3 separate regions of the Mus musculus genome follow, and regions 1 and 3 are each linked to region 2. Evidence: chromatin contacts called from public promoter capture Hi-C data. All regions are on one chromosome and are shown on one strand. The core of a region is the stretch at or near the end of the contact, and the rest is flanking DNA. Distances in the headings are between cores, read along the strand shown.

Evidence for each region. Promoter capture Hi-C pulls out the DNA fragments that hold promoters and counts their contacts.
Region 1: a contact with region 2 is called in a promoter capture Hi-C map of embryonic stem cells, with 5 times the contacts expected there. The contact joins the promoter of Dgki here to the promoter of 1700065J11Rik in region 2. A contact is called at or near these places in 5 of 39 promoter capture datasets (the 3T3-L1 cell line, cranial neural crest, embryonic stem cells and 2 more).
Region 3: a promoter capture Hi-C map of liver shows a contact between it and region 2, with 4 times the contacts expected there. The contact joins the promoter of Chrm2 here to the promoter of 1700065J11Rik in region 2. A contact is called at or near these places in 9 of 39 promoter capture datasets (cranial neural crest, embryonic stem cells, frontonasal cranial neural crest and 5 more) and 1 of 115 datasets of contacts at active chromatin or transcription factors (differentiating embryonic stem cells).

What each region holds. Positions count from the first base shown.
Region 1 is chr6:37,298,406-37,301,357 of GRCm38.p6, reverse strand. Dgki (diacylglycerol kinase, iota) reads left to right here and starts at 1,382. Exons shown (of 34, transcript NM_001081206.2): 1 at 1,382-1,795. The coding sequence starts at 1,410.
Region 2 is chr6:35,329,452-35,332,334 of GRCm38.p6, reverse strand. 1700065J11Rik (RIKEN cDNA 1700065J11 gene) reads right to left here and starts at 1,489. Exons shown (of 3, transcript NR_040526.1): 1 at 1,453-1,489.
Region 3 is chr6:36,386,352-36,389,365 of GRCm38.p6, reverse strand. Chrm2 (cholinergic receptor, muscarinic 2, cardiac) reads right to left here and starts at 1,282. Exons shown (of 3, transcript NM_203491.3): 1 at 1,000-1,282; 2 at 615-762. 9330158H04Rik (RIKEN cDNA 9330158H04 gene) reads left to right here and starts at 1,132. Exons shown (of 6, transcript NR_015589.1): 1 at 1,132-1,210; 2 at 1,410-1,703.

The DNA of each region.
Region 1 (2,952 bases), core at 133-2,632, 2.0 Mb before region 2:
TGTGTGTGTGTGTGTGTGTGTGTGTGTGTGTGTGTGTGTGTGTATGTGTGTGTGTATGCATGTATGTGTGTGTATGCATGTATGTGTGTGTATGTGTGTATGTGTGTGTGTGTGTGTGTGTGTGTGTGTGTGTGTGTGTAGTGCTGATCCCCAACAGGTAGTCTTTTTCCCTTTCTCCCTGAAAAAGTCCCTGCCCTGTCTTATATAATGTACATGTGAGGGGAACTGCACACCGTGAGAGCTGGGCGAGGCTTGAGATTCCTTTGCTCAACCTCCTAATTTTAGGGCAAAAGAAGGCCATCTTTACTAGCACATACATCTACATAGGTAGTTTGGTTACTTGCACTTACTGTTGAGCATAGATCTTTCTCGCGTTTCCTGACAGCAGAGATTTCCTGGGTGAAAAACATCTAATTTAGAAAATGATCTGTCTTAAACACTTCGTTGCCCATCGTTCAAACCGCACAGATTTCAATAGTCTTAGAAACAAAAAACTGAGAGAGCAGACATTACATTCCTCCAGCGCATTAGGTTTCAGCCTTGGTGTCTGAACCGGTAGAAGCCCCTTCCTGGGCTAGCTCCTCCTGTCCTCTTCTTGTGAACCCTTAGCATAGGAACCCACAGCACGAGGCGCTCGGGTCCCCACTTCTGCTCTCAGCCTTCTGCTTCACCGAGGATCCTGTGATCCGATTCAATCTAATTAACAGCTGTTTAGGGAGCATCTTTAAGCTTTTAGAAGGCACCAAGCAAGGATCTAGGCGCGGGCGTTCATGGGTGAAGATGTCCCGACCGACCCTCTCCTTGAGAAGAAGAAGCGGGAGCTTAAATCTAGCCCCTTCCATAATTCACATGGTTAAAAAATTCCTCCCAAGGTTCCTCCAGATACACCCCACCACCCCGGCCTCCAAAGGTCCCCCACGTCTGGAGGTTACTGCTTGGCGCCAGCTCTGATGCTGCAAGAAGGTGACGGACAAAATGCTGCCTCGGGCATCTGTCATCAGTGGACTGGACTGAGATGTGCCCAGCAGCTCATCAGTGCTGAGTAGCTCCTGGGTCCGGGTCCGCTTCCCTTGTGCGCTAACCAGGGCGCGGCAACCCGGCTTGCCTCCAAGTTTCCCTGGGCACTCTCCTTTCTTGATGACCAGTGTTTGTCCCCAGCGTCCTAAGCCCCGCGGCTCCCACCCTTTCCCTCTCTCCTCCACTGCGATCCATTGCCTGCAGGCAGAGTTCAAGTTCAGTCCCGGCTTTTGCTCTGGATTTAGAAAAAGGAGAAGGGGTGGGAGAATTGGAGGGAGCCGGCTGGTCGGGCGAGGCCGAGGGGAGGCGGAGAGAGGTGGCCTCTGATTGGTTGGGGAGGGGGAGTGGAGGCACGGAGTTTCCCACAATGCCCCGGTGCGGTGCAGCCGCGGATGGATGCTGCGGGAAGGGGCTGCCATTTGCTGCCCCTGCCAGCGGCGCGCGGACCTGCCCGCGCTCCCGCCGCCTCCAGCGCCCTCAGCCCGACCGGCCTCTGCAGCGGCACCACCTCGGCTTCTTTCGCGGCCGCCGGAGCGGTCGCCATGAACCCCAGCTCCTCGGCGGGAGAGGAGAGAGGGGCGACGGGTGGCAGCAGCAGCAGCGGAAGCGGCGCCGGGAGCTGCTGCCTGGGCGCCGAGGGCGGCGCGGACCCGCGGGGTGCAGGGGCAGCGGCTGCTGCTGCCTTGGAGGAGCCCGCGGCCGCCGGACAGAAAGAGAAGGAAGAGGCGCTGGAGGAGAAGCTGAGGGACTTAACTTTCCGGAAGCAGGTCTCTTACAGGTAGGCGCGGGAGCTAGCGAGACAGGTGCCGCCCAGGGCGGGGGACACTTGCTCTAGCTCCAGAGAGGCACTTCTGTAGAGTTGGGGTTCAGTCTCTCTCTCTCTCTCTCTCTCTCTCTCTCTCTCTCTCTCTCTCTCTCTCTCTCTCTTCAACCTTCGTACCTCCGTGGTTTTGCTTCTATGTATGTCTGTCTATCTGTCTCTCTCTCCTGGGGATATGTTGTTCTCATCCTCTAATTCTGGGTTGAAGAGAAGAAGTGGGGTGCCCCAGCTTCTTCTCCCTGTAACACCCAGGGAGGGGTGCACTTGTAACAGAAGAGAACACTAAGGTCAGAACAAGATCAAAACCACATCTGTGAGTGTATGGGGTGCAAACCCAGACATGCCCAGTTAGAAGAGTTGCCAAAGTTGTCCCTAGGCTAGTGTCATCTCCACACTCCCCCATCCTTGCCGAGTTCACTGGGTGAGCCTTGGGCACTAACCGGATCGCTGAGATCTGTTCTGACAGGCAGCAAAGAATAAGCCATACAGAACAGAAATCCTTATGGGACGTTCTTGTCTGTTAAAGACTAGTGAGCTATGGGTCTCTTCTTGTAGGTATGTAAGTATGTCAGTGGGTGTTGGTGTTACATGCCTGTGTGTTCTCTCCCTCTCTCAGTGTGGACAGCCTACTCCCAGGCTTACCTCCCCCCAACCCCCTGCCCCCACCCCACCCCCACCCCCCGTCCCAGTGCTGGTGAGAAGAGATCACACTGGCACCTGAGGCTGGATGTGTCTTTGACACTAGGACAGTGTACGGTGAACGTCCACCCAATTACGCTTTATGAAGCCCCAATTGTGTGAGGATCCAAACCAAAGGGAAGATTTCATAGGTTCCTTACACTGCTCTCCCATTCCCAGGCACGAGAGACGGCGCCGAGACCACCCTCACTGGTGATTTTTAAAAGTTGAGGCCATAAGCAGAGTCTTGCTGGGTCTCAGAGTGATACTTGGAAAGGGGGGGGGGGCGGGTCAAGGAAAGCATCTTTGGAGCCCTCCTCCTTTTGGGTTAGCATTCTCTTCTAGAAAAACCATCTAAAGTATTAAGCCTGTCACACCATGTGCTGTTATGTAAGCAAAAGCAGATGACAGAGGTGTGTGGGTTGCGAGGGTGTGCT
Region 2 (2,883 bases), core at 240-2,739:
AATGGCACCTGCTGTTCTTACAGACAGCTCAGGTCTGGTTCCCAGCACGCACAGGCTGGCTCACAACCATCTGCAACTCCAGTTCCAAAGGATCTGATGGCCTTCCTGGATACCAGGCACTAACGTGGCATGTGCTGTGTGTGTGCGTGAGTGCAGGAAAACACTCACACATATAAATAAATAAATCTAAAAAGGAAAACAACTAATGAGGCCAATATTCATCTCTCTGCTTCTTGATTGTCAGTGCCTGTGACCAGCCACACCCCCTGCCATCATGCCTTCCTGGCCATAATAAACCAAACCAAGACCTTCCTTCTTTAAGTTGCTTCTTGTTGGGTATTTGGTCACAGCTGGGGAAAAAATACCTAATATATCTCCTAAGGTGAGGTCGGCAGACTGCAATCAAAACACCTTGTACAGGATGCTGGAGGCACCAGTTCTGCCCCAGTCCCTCTGGGCTCACCCTTGATCTTTCTCCTCCTCCACTCCTCTCCTGTGGAAGCTAGTCCCTGCTCTCTACTGATCTCTCTTTTGTGGGCTCAGGAGAAAAGAATAGAGAACAAAGAGATGTCGAGGAGGCTGCTAAAGAGCTTTTGCTCAAGGCACTCAGGTCCCTGTATCCTGCTTTAGAAACTATTTTCCCCTAAACATCACCCCACACATGTCTTCTGGGGACCACAGTCCATCCAGTGCACCTCTGGATTCAAGGTGGCATGCCACCCACCTGGCTTTACTAAGGTCTGGGAGGAAATGGTTCCCTGGGATGCTAAGGAGCTGGTGGAAGCCCCTGAACTCAAGGCTCCCAGCCCAATAGCAGGCAGAGCTAGTCCTGGTCTGGAACTGTCCTTTCCCTAGGCTGGGCTCATCCTCAGCACATAAAAGCCACAACATTGTGTAAACAGCCAGACAGTGCCATCCCACATCAGCCCATACCTGCCAGGGCTCTCAAGTGTTTTTCTGACCTCTCCCGACCCCCGCCCACCTCTTGTTCTTACTGGAAAAATTCCTCCCCAGAGTTTCCAAATTCAAAAGGGAGAAAAGGAAGATTCCCTTCCATTTTGATTGTGGATGAAAATAAATCCATTGTAAGTTTCTTACCCCAAATCAGATTCGCTAACGAACTGGTCCAGGGCTGTTAAGGACAAATGTGAATGTTTTCAGAGGTGTTTTTGGAAAATCACGGACAGTGGCCAGGAGACGAACCTGCTGAGCTGTGGTTATTGGCATCGTGATTCAAAGCAGGAAATTCCTTACATAACTCACCCTCTCCCAAGCCTGCTGGGAGCAGGAGAGTCCAACTCCTCCCTGGGCTCCCTTCTGTTCCCAGACTGCTACCCACTGGGCCTGAACATGGCTGACCATCTACTTACTAAGCCAGAGCAAATGTGCATGCCTATCCTTCAAATCCCTTCAAGGCCAGACTCTAGGGGAGAAGATAAGGAAAATACTAACCACTCCCTCCATAAGGCTCCACGTCTTCTCCTTCTATGCAATGTAACCAGTGAGCAAATAAGATACCCTCTCCAGGCAACATTCCATTCTAGAATATTCCTTCTGGTACCATACCAACCCCCACCTTCCACTTCTCTAACCTCTAAGGATCTAAGACAGACAGACAGACACGCAGACAGACAGATGGACACACACACACAGAATCTATCAGTCTGGGTAGGCTAATTACTACAACAAGCACCTCAGTGAACGAACACAATGACAGTTTCACATTTGCTCACATTTAATAGCTGCTCATCTAAGCTGAGCCATGACTACACAGGGGACTTTCATTTGCTTTCTAAGCTATATTTTCTGCTTTCTAAGTCACAGTTCTTTAAGGAACCGTAGCTTGCACATTTTTTATGGAAGCAAGAGTTCTCCTCGGTTCTTCTTTACAGTTTGGAGTATAAGGAACAGATCCCAAAGTGCACTGTGTGAACCCCACAAAGTTGGCAGAGATCCGGTCCGTCATGTTCAGTCAGTGCCGCCATTAGCGGGCCTAACCCTTTCTCCACTGACACGCTGCTCTGGCAAGCAGAGCTTCCGGCCTCACAGACACATGGAAGCTGAATTGCCCAAAGGATTCTTGCGCCTGGCAGAGAATACTCTGCGCACATGGACATTGCAGGAGGACATTCTGGCCTGGCCTGGCCTGACACAAGACTACACGTATCACTGAGTCACTGATGATGGCAGTCCTAGCGGGATGAATGGATGCGTCGTCTGCCTTGGAGGCCAGCACTCTGTGACTCCATCTGTGCTTCTGTTGTCAAACCAAATTACCTCACTTATGGATTTAAAATAGAATCCAGACCAAAGGTGCTGGCTGTGTAGACAGGGAGGGAGGATTCAGTAGACGCGATTCTGGGTACCAAGCCAGAAGAGAAGGCTGGAAGCTGACACAGGCATTCCCACTGTTCAAAACCTGTGGCTTCTTTCTACATTCCTTTGCTCATTCATTCAACACTTTACCTACAGACTGAATGGGTCTATTCCCTTGGGCATGTCTGACTCCCGTGGACCATGTCACCAAACCCGCTTGCCTTTTGGCTGCCATTTAGGTCAGGGTATCAGGAGGCAAGAGGTATAAACAGGAAGTTGAAAGGAGAGAGTCTGAAGAGTAACAGCAGGAAAATCGCAAAACATGAGGTTGCCCAGCTTTAGAGCCAATCAGAGCTGAGGTTGCCCAGCTTTAGAGCCAATCAGAGCTGAGGTTGCCCAGCTTTAGAGCCAATCAGAGCTGAGGTTGCCCAGCTTTAGAGCCAATCAGAGCTGAGGTTGCCCAGCTTTAGACCAATCAGAGCTGAGGTTGCCCAGCTTTAGAGCCAATCAGAGCTGAGGTTGCCCAGCTTTAGAGCCAATCAGAGCTGAGGTTGCCCAGCTTTAGAG
Region 3 (3,014 bases), core at 33-2,532, 1.1 Mb before region 2:
CCCCAACCTTGTTCCCCTGCCAAGGTCCGGGAACAACAGCACTAAACCTGTCGTCCTCACCAGAAGGCTCTCTCCCAAGGCGGAGTCAGGGGACAGCGTGGAGTGGTGGCGAGAGGGGCCTCCACCCTAAATGCAATGTGCCCAGACCCTAGGGTATAAGGGGAGCTTAAGGGGGATGGGTGAGCGGCAGGAGAGACTGAGCTCTACTTGCCTTTCCCACGGCAGCATCTGGAGTTGGGGGGCGGGGGGATGAAGAGGACCAGAGTGTGGTAGCGAGGGTGAGGGGGTGCCAAGCTCAAAGACAGCCATACTGGAGTATCGGCGCTCACAGGCTGCTTTTTGCCACATTCCACTGGACTTAGCTATCCCAATGGTTTCCCCCGCCCCAGCTTTGAAACCCCTCCTTCTTTCAGACCCGCCAAGGTACGTGTCCTCTCCAGCAAGCCCCAGATGCCAAAGTTTCCATTGGAAAACCTGCACGTGTCAGGGACCACCAAACAATTCTTGCAAACCCAGACCCTCTGCGGCCAGGGTCGGGTGATGGGGAGGAGCTGCGAGGTACCAGGGCCCTTGATATGGACAATTAGAGAACCATGGTATAGCAGAGTCTTTACCTGTCACTGACTTAGTCGCCCGGGGCTGCGATCTGGTGGAGTCTGGCTGGAGCGAGGAGCCTTTGGCGGGCTCAGGTTGGACCGGTTTGGGAGCGAGCGGCACAGCTCGGAGTCCTCAGCTGGTTGCCCGCTTGCCTTCTCCCTGGATCTTGCGAGAGAAAAGCGAAAGATTAGTTGTCGCCACCGCACTTAGACGGGTGGGGCAAGGGAGGCGGGGAGACTGCGGACCCCAAGGCTCAGAGAAGGCTGCGGGGCATTTCACATGGGTCGTATCACTCGGCTAATCTGGGACCCCAATTAGACAATTCGGACTGGAGTTAAATTACATCTGTCTGCCGCCTTGAGCATCACACCCCCAAAACACAGGCAAATAAGACTTTCAAACCTGGCTTTCAGGAAGATGACAGTTAACACCGAAACAGAAAGGAGACCTGGGTGTGGAGAAGAGCTGGGCGGGCTTCATTTCTTCACCCTAGTGCCGGGGAAGTAGTAATTAGTGTCTGGGAGCTGCGCTCCTCCACTTCTCCCAGTGCCTCTGGCGATTTCCAAGTGGGATCTGCGACTTCAGGGCTCTGGCCAAGCCCGCAGGCTGGCGTGTGCGTGTGTGCGTGTGTGCGAATGAGTGTGTCTGTGCCCCCGCGTGCCTGCTCCCGGGAACTGGTCTCCTCGCCCTCACCCGCTGTGTGTAGCAGCAGAGCGAGAGTGGTGCCTCTATTTGTGCGTTTGTGTTCGATTAGCTGCAATGGGCGGACAGTTTCTGGAGAGAGCATTTACAATTTTCTTTCGTTCTGACAGGATTAGTTGCCGTTGAAGGGGGCTCCGCCAATGAAATCTTCTCTGCGCTCTGATTTGGCGGTTCTTCGGTGCAAATATGACAGCTTTCTCTCTCAGCTCTTTTCTGCATCTCTCCATGTCCGACCCCGGAGCCCAGTTCTCGGTCTGCAATTTCTACACCACAACCTTTGCAATCACCACCACCACCACCCCTAGGTCCCATGTCAGCAGGTGCCAGGTTGCTACAAAGGTGACAGGGCACATTGGGAAGAAGGCTTGTTGATTGCAGAAGATACTTATGCCCCGTGTTTCCAGGTGGGGAAATGTTAGAATAAATGTACTTTGTACTAAATATATAGTCATGGAGAATTGTTCAGATTGTTTATTTCTTTCTTTGATGCTAACTAATGTATTAGAAAGAAACAGATATTTATCTGTCTTTGCTGTTTTTTTTTCTTTCTTCCCAAACAGGTCGATGCCTGTGTGTTCCATCAGTTAATGGGGAGTAGTAGTTAAGAGAGTGTACTAGTGAGGTGTTGGTGAGGTGGGATTTTGCTGTCTATCGAGGAAAATAAAAGATGTGAACTTCCTGTGTTCAGAGCATGGACTAATTTTTGCCTTCATTTATTTTAATGAGAAATTCTTTCCCAGATTTATACCCATTGTTTGAAAGTATGGAACTTATTTGATAATATCATAATGTGATTATTCTAAGGTGTCGTTGAGGACAATTGCTCTTGATGATGTATATTGTATCTGATGACATAAATATGTGCTACCGAATGAGGCTTTCATTGCCAAATAGAATTAAAGAAGGAGTCATTGGAACCTTAAACTAAGTAACAAAGAACAGGACCTATCTCTTTTTTGATCGCAGAGACAGAGAAATTGCTATTTATTATGCTCAATGGAATTCAGCTCAGTTCGTGTTGCCCTGTCCTTGGCTGGGTGTTAAAGAGCACACAGAATAATGAAACCACGGTTCCTTTTCTTTCTGAGTTTCTCATCTTTGAGAATAAATACCCACATGAAGCTCTTGTAGAGAGGCTGACCATCAACACTATAAATTATACACTAATATAAATTCATTGGTGAATGAAAATCCTACAGCTATGCCTAAGTAGGACTGACACAGATTCAATTTTGCTGGATAAAAGCCATCCTGGTGTAAAGGATGGTAAGGGTATGTCGTTGCCCTCTGAGTCCCACGCAGGCATTTTAGTCTTGTTTGAGAAAGGCAGTTCTGAACATTATCGCCCTCAATCTACCCCAGAACTAGGTTTCAGTCAGTAAGCAGCTGATTCTTATTTTCATTTTCCCCCCTTCTCTGTTGGGTACTACAGAACGTAAGTTCACAAACATTCTATCTGCTCCTATCTCTAAGACGCCTTCAGAAATTCACATTGTCATAACATGCCTGAGGTTTTTGTGAATGCACTTGTGCATGCTTGCATGGTTGTGCACACACACTCACACACACACACACACACACACACACACACACACACACACACACACTGAAACTGAACAACAACAAAAAGAAGAAGAAGCTCCTGACAAGCAACAAAGAAAACCCAAGCATTTAGTAACCTGGACTCTGGTTCTGTTTTTGCTTCCCATTATGAC